Linked DNA regions of Zea mays: region 2 is linked to region 1. The links are chromatin contacts, called in public Hi-C maps. All regions are on one chromosome and are shown on one strand. The core of a region is the stretch at or near the end of the contact, and the rest is flanking DNA. Distances in the headings are between cores, read along the strand shown.

Region 1 (3,479 bases), core at 979-3,478:
AACAAGAATGAGGAAGGAAGAAAGCGATCCAAGCAACAAGAGCACAAAGAACACGAGCAAACACTCTCTCAAGTCACTAGGTGGTTGGAATGAATTTTGGGACTTGGAGAGGCTTTGATCTTTTGATTTGTGTCTAGGAGTGAATGCACTAGCTCTTGTATTGAATGAGAACTTCAGAAAACTTGGATGCTTGGAGTTGTGGTGGTTGGGGGGTATTTATAGCCCTCAACCACCAACAAGCCGTTGGGGAAGGCTGCTGTCGATGGGCGCACCGGACAGTCCGGTGCGCCACCGGACAGGCACTGTAGGTAGTTCGGTGCGCCGCCACGTCACCCAACCGTTAGGGTTCGGGAGCAGTCGACCGTTGGCGCCGTTGTCTTCTTGTTGCACTGGACAGTCCGGTGCCACACCGGACAGCTCCTATTCATTGTCCGGTGCTCCACTGACTCTGCGCTCTGACTCTGCCGCGCACTGTTGCGCACTGTTCTTCTGTTCTTCAGCTTTTGCAGTCGACCGTTGCGCGAAGTAGCCGTTGCTCTGGTGGCACACCGGACAGTCCGGTGAATTATAGCGGAGCGCGCCCGCAGAAACCCGAAAGTGGCTGGTTTGAGTTGTACGGTCCTAGTGCACCGGACACTGTCCGGTGGCATACCAGACAGTCCGGTGCGCCGTTCCTCAGCACATTCAAGTTTCTTTTGCTCCTTAGTATTTGATCCCTAACTTGAATATTTATTGGTTTGTATTGAACCTTTTTGCACCTGTAGAACATGTATTCTAGAGCAAACTAGTTAGTCCATATATTTGTGTTGGGCATTCAACCACCAAAAATAATTGTGGGAAAAAGTTAACCTTATTTACCTTTCAGTAGGTTATTTGTTGGAATTTGACATTCCATCGCTTTCTAAAGTTTAGATAAAAGTCTATCTCAAATTCATAAGATGATGGGTGGAAATTAATTTTATTTATCACTATTCTATGTTTCTACTCTACAATTTGTAACACGCTCTTCGGTTCATTCCCATATAGTAAAAATATAGCATATATATACCTCCCCAATATAGTCAACAATAGCATATAAATAAATTATGTATAAAAACCTTTTTAGCTTAATTAATATATGTCATAAATTATGATTATTATAGTGAAATTCAATTCCACGGATCCCAACGGAGCCTAAGATTATTCTTATTATATCATATTGTACTTCTTCTATTTTAATATATAAAATATTTTAACTTTTCTCGATATATAAAATATTATTATGTAATTAGATATACAATATATATAGAAACATACTTAAAAGTATCGTATTGAAACATTAAAATGTCTTATTACTTAATGTGGGAGTGAGTATATAATTAATGAGCGCAATATAGGATCTTTTGGTGGCATATCAAATAATTTAAGAGTTTAATATGTAAGAGAAGAAAACTATATATAAAATTATGGTGACATAGCTTGGTTTACTATGTCTAATACCAAGACAAATAACCTACTCTATTATATAAGATTAATTTAATGTATGACTAGTCTATGACATAGCTAGTAAATTCATTTTTTTATATCCATACACACAAACATACAACATCTAATCTATACCTCATTATATAATCCACCACTTTAAACTTTGTAAAACCCACCAAACCAAATTATCCTTACACCCATGGCCTCCACAAAATTCACCAAATAAATTATACCTAAACTTAACACATCATCAAAACAACGGTTCAAATTGTTATATAAACCTCTCTTCCTTACTCACTCAAATGCAATGGACAATATTATTTAGATCATCTATCATCGCTTCATCTCCCTCCGCGTCCCCGCCATCCCCTCTCCTCATCCGTGTCACCGCCGCCGTGCCGTCAACCCTTTCTCTCGCGCCGTTATCGTCATAATCGTCGTCGATCCCTATCCTACATGGGATCGTAGCGTTAGCATGCACTGTATACTAATTATTTTAAGTGGTGTTGCATTGAAAAGGGTTAAGAGAGGATGCATTTTTTTCAAAAAAAAAAGTTAGAAAAAAACACCTATGATTATGAAACATAGATCAAAGGTCACACATAAGTACATAGACACATTACGTTAGTTAAGCAAGAAAACTAAATAAATACATCTCCCATCCCATGAAACAAATCCTTGTGGTTTTGCCTTCCCGGCCCTTCGCTTTCCCGGCATCCCCAGGGGCCAGGGCTATGAGTCTCCCGCCTCTGCCGTGCGGTCTATCCACCAGTGATACAAACCCCTTTGGTTTTGCCTTCCCGGCCCCTCGCTCTCCCGGCATCCCCAGAGGCCAGGGTTAGGAGTCCCCCGCCTGCCGTGCCGTCCATCCCACATCACCGCCTATCACCGGAGGACGACGCATCTATCCCCTTTTCCCTTGCTGGTTTCCTCGCCGCGGTTTAAACCCTTTCACGGCTTGCCCTGCTCAGTGCTCAGCAGCTTTGCCCCCATCGTTCCGTGAGCTCAGCCTCTCCGCCTATAAATGGCAGCCCCGCCCCCCTGCAAGTTCAAACGCACGCCGCACGCTCGCAGCCGCCCGACGACCGTGGCCCCCACCGTCACCATCTCCTGCCACAGTGCCACCGCCATCACTGCCCCGCTCGGGATTCCTTCCTATCGCTGCCGCTGCAAGCCGTTGGTAACGAAGCTGCGATAATGGTGATGGGGCTGGGGTCGAAGCGTAGGGTGGCGGAGGGCGGCACGGAGCCCGAGGAGGAGTCCTCGGAGGAGTACGAGGTGGAGGAAGTGTGCGACCACATCGCCTCCTCCCGTGGCAGCCGCCTCGCGCTCTTCGGCTCCGACCTCCGCCTCGGCCGCTTCCGCCCGCGCCGGCGCAGGCGCCGCCCGCTCGCCGGGGAAGGCGCCGCGGAGGGCTTCCTCCACGACCTCGTCATCCACCCCGACAACAGGTACGTGATCGACGCTGTTCCCTGCTGTCCACGCGATATCGTTAATTTGCTTTCGAAGCTTCCAGTTTCGCGCGCTGGCTGTCGGTTGTTCTGGAAGCTGGCGGCGGCGAAGCGACGCGGCGCGCTAGATTTCTCGGTTTCCTCCGATCGTATGGCTCCGCCGAATCGCCCCACAATTGATCGACTGCGAGTCTACCACCCCAAACCAATATTGTTTTCGGTTTTCTAAATTCATACCCTTAGTTCTATTGTTTTTATATAAAAACGTTCATCCTCTGCTTATAATATTTGAAGCTCCAGCGGTGAATGTGAATCTCCAATAATTTTCTTTTACTTTTTAAAGCCTTTGGGTTGGTCGATTTGACGCGTCGGCTGAGGCTGTGGATCAGCCAAAAATCCTATGCATCCGGGATACACTCATCAATTTAGAGGATGTTTGGTTTATAGCCACTAAATTTTAACCCCTCCATTTTATTTAATTTTAGTCTCTAAATTGTTAAATATATAAAATGAAACTATATTTTAGTTTTCGTATTTTACAATTTAGTAACTATAGTAACTAAA
Region 2 (3,666 bases), core at 486-2,985, 150 kb before region 1:
GCCTCGCCTCCTCGGTAGAGGTGTATGGGAAGTCGCGATCCCTTGGCAGATGGGTAACATGACTTGTGGGTAAAGATGCGCAACCTCTGCAGAGTGTAAAACTGGTATACTAGCCGTGCTCACGGTCATGAGCGGCTCGGACACTCACATGATTAATGTATGGAACTTAAATTCAATTTGTCATATGCATTGCATCGCAGGTGATGTTGTTACTTCTGTTCTACTATTTAATTGGGTTGGTATTTACTTATACTTAGTAATGGCTAATAAAATTTTGACCAACTTTAAAAGCAATGCTCAGCTTCAGCCATCCTCTTTGGTAAGCCTGACACTTCACATGAGCTCCCACCTTTGGCGAGTTCATACACATTATTCACCACAACTTGTTGAGCGATGAACGTATGTGAGCTCACTCTTGCTGTCTCACACCCCCCCCACAGGTCAAGAACAGGTACCGCAGGATGAGGCGCATGGAGGATGCTGTGACGAGTTCGTGAGAGGTCTAGGTCGTCGTCTCCCAGTCAACTTTGGGTTGCTGGACCGTTGTCTCCTTATAATGTAATTATCTATTTATTTTGTATAGAACTCCTGTTATGTAGTAAAGATGTGACGTTCGATCCTGTGCCATGATTCATCATATGTGTGAGACTTGGTCCCAGCACACCTGGTGATTATGTTCGCGCCCGGGTCTTGGTGCCCCGAAACCCGGGTGTGACAGGACAATTAGAAAATGTGGCAACCATTTTGTTTCTAGTAAAAATCAAGAACTTAACAGGAGAACGGCAAATAGTATGCTGCATAGAAACAACAGAACACGATATTTCACTTTATACGCAGGAATATCAATGATGAAAAGCATAATTGATTGATGCATCAACAAGTAGCATATCAAGAAATGCAATTATCTAAAATTTGTATATCGACATCAACAAAATATGGAATTGTCTGGTTGGAGAGTACAAGTATCAACAACGACTAACTGAATCAATCAAGCAAACAGACAGCAATAGATGATTTATGGCTAGGGGCTTGCTCCATATAACTCGACTAAGGAAAAAACAAAAAGTGCAAAGCTTGTAAAGCTGTTCAGAGACCACTTCATCCGAGAGATCTGAGCAACCAACAGCGCCAAGATTCCTGTTGGACCGAGCGTTGCCTCTTTGAAGCGAACGATTAAAGATAATAATAACTTTGGAATGCACAACGAACATTGCCAACAATCAGCGATTTCAGCAACAAAAACACAAGCCACTATTAAATTGCTAATTTTTTCCCAAGGCGACAGAATCTACCACTAGTACACGTTATCCTACAGTTAAACTGCCAACGGGAGCTAAACAACACGCGTACCAGTCGTTATTCCATTCATTTCCATTAGATTCCAGCAGGCCCTGCACGTACTCCTCTCTCCGCTTGGCAGGCGTCAGCAGAACGATCTGTGGCATCCAGGTCCAGCTCGGCGTGGGGAACGGGAAGGGGGAAGTTGGGCTAGTTACCTCGACAAGATTCATGACAGCGGCGGCAGAGAGCGCCGGCTGCGATCAGCCATTCCTTCGCCCGCTCACCTATCTCCGGCTGCCGCTAAAACCCTTCGAAGTTCGAACGAACCGGCTGCTCGAACAAAATAAACGTTTCATCGTTTCTAGTTCTAGGCTGTCGGCGCGGCCCGCTTCTATCTGATGACTGCTGTTGTAGAGTCAGACGAAGGGCCACGAATTTGTGGTGGGCTGATGGGCTCACATGCCTCTAGTGTCAATTGAGTATGGGCTGTCTGCTCGACATATGGTCTACGTAACTACAGTATATACTAGACTGGTTATTATAATTGCTTATAATCTAAGGTCCATTAGTTAAGGTGCTTAAGCAAGAATCGCCGATGGATGGAATGACACAACAATCGTCTTGATCCCAAAGGCAAGTAATCCAATTATGACCTTGTTCGGTTATTACTATGTCTCATGAATTGGAAAAAAATTATGAAAATTTTTGACTTGTTATGGATTGAAACTCATCTAATCCCCTCTAATCCATATAGATTTTGATGAAACAAAACAAACAAACGCTACTATGACACAATTTTAGCTGATCGGTCTTTTGGTAACGTGGTGTACAAGGCCATTTAAAAGATGCTAGCAAATAGATTAAGAATGGTTTTGCCAGATTATAAGTGGTCATCAAAGTGCCTTTGTACCATAGACTGTCTCCAATAGACTGTATAAAATAGGAGACGAGTAACTGTAGATGACAATATTTGACACTATTTGCAGAGAGAAGTTTGAAATAGGGGATGAGATAGAGGATCTGCTGGAGATAGCCTTACAGGCTTATCACATATAATATATGTATTGCCTTTGAAAACACACATAGAAATAGAATAAAGAAGAAATGTGTTAAGAGTGCCTTTTTGCGATAGAGTTGGATATGCATAAAGCCTGTGATGGAGTGGAAAGGATATTTTTGGAGGAAATTATGCTAAAAATAAGTTTTAACCGAAGATGGGTGCAACTGATAATGTCTTGTGTGTCTTAAGTCAAGTATAATGTTAGGTTCAATTCCATGGAGAGAGATGTGTTCACGCTAATAAGAGGATTATGTTAGGGTGGTTCTTGTGGCAGAACCTTCCAAGTTATCGGGCCCACATGCACCTGTCCCCATCTCAAAGACCTCAGACGGCTATGCATGTACACCAGGTAACTTAAAAGGATCCGTCCGAGTGTCCCAAGGATCTCAGATAAACCACTTAAACCAAGATTGCAGGATTAAGTAAACACAAATCACACACCAACATTTGCAGCGGAATTTCTTTATTACAAAAAGTTACAAGTTACATTAAGATTTCATTATACAAGATCGGAGTGATTATAAAATAAATCTAAAGTATTTCACTTTAAATGATGTATAATTTTCATAAGTTTGAAATACATGCTAGCTTTAGTGACCATCCTCAATAAGAAGTATAGAAGAGTTACTTAGACCTATAAGAAGGCTGTACCCACCGGTGCTTATCACCATCCACACCAGCACAAATCTAGTACTGCAACAACATGGGTTCGAAAACCCTGAGTACGAAGTGTACTTTCGCAAGTCTTACCCGTTTAAGGAAGAAGACTCTCAAGGATATGTTGGCTTTTGGGAATCAAGGTAAAGCTTATCAAGATTCAAAGACTCTTTTTGCAGAAAAGCTTATTATGAGTGGATCCTTAAGAATTCATTTTACTTGTTAGGTTAAGTAGTTACTTGCATCTAGATTTCTTTCTATTCTAGATCAAGCACTTGGCCTGTACTAGCCGTCTTTTATCATCCCTTAAGTTCACTTGTCACTACGTGTAGGTCAGTGACCAAGTCTTCATGTCCGAGAAGTAGCGGCAATCTGAATCGATTAATACCCAGCTGGGGATCTCCAACCACACGACATATGTAGCACTAAACCCTTGCATATGTCAACTCGCACCCGGGTTTCTCAAGACCAGAATGGGTTCACGCCAACCGAGAGCACAGATACCGTCCAACCTCTTGCCACGGAGGGTACACGCTACTTTCGCCATCTCTCCACTCCCATTGCGTGGTGGCCTTTCTGGTATTGGTCCGACCGAGGCAAAGGTTACCCATGATGAGGCATGTGGCCAGTTAAAAGGTCCTCCTCGATCATCAAGCCTACATCGACTT

Evidence for each region. A called contact is a pair of places that touch in the nucleus more often than the background predicts.
Region 2: a contact with region 1 is called in a Hi-C map of ear, with 4 times the contacts expected there. The contact joins the enhancer-like site here to the promoter of LOC103637774 in region 1. A contact is called at or near these places in 4 of 25 Hi-C or Micro-C datasets (ear, leaf and root tip).

What each region holds. Positions count from the first base shown.
Region 1 is chr9:1,800,138-1,803,616 of Zm-B73-REFERENCE-NAM-5.0, reverse strand. It overlaps LOC103637774 (potassium channel KOR1), which reads left to right and starts at 2,228. Exons shown (of 12, transcript XM_008660831.3): 1 at 2,228-2,915. The coding sequence starts at 2,662.
Region 2 is chr9:1,951,215-1,954,880 of Zm-B73-REFERENCE-NAM-5.0, reverse strand. No RefSeq gene overlaps it. Among protein-coding and RNA genes, the nearest start is that of LOC109942342, 3.5 kb to the right of the region's middle. Within about 2 kb of position 1,735, at least 13 of the 20 cell types and tissues checked have an H3K27ac peak or open chromatin away from gene starts, as enhancers often do. A contact at or near this core is called in ear and leaf, where this site is marked.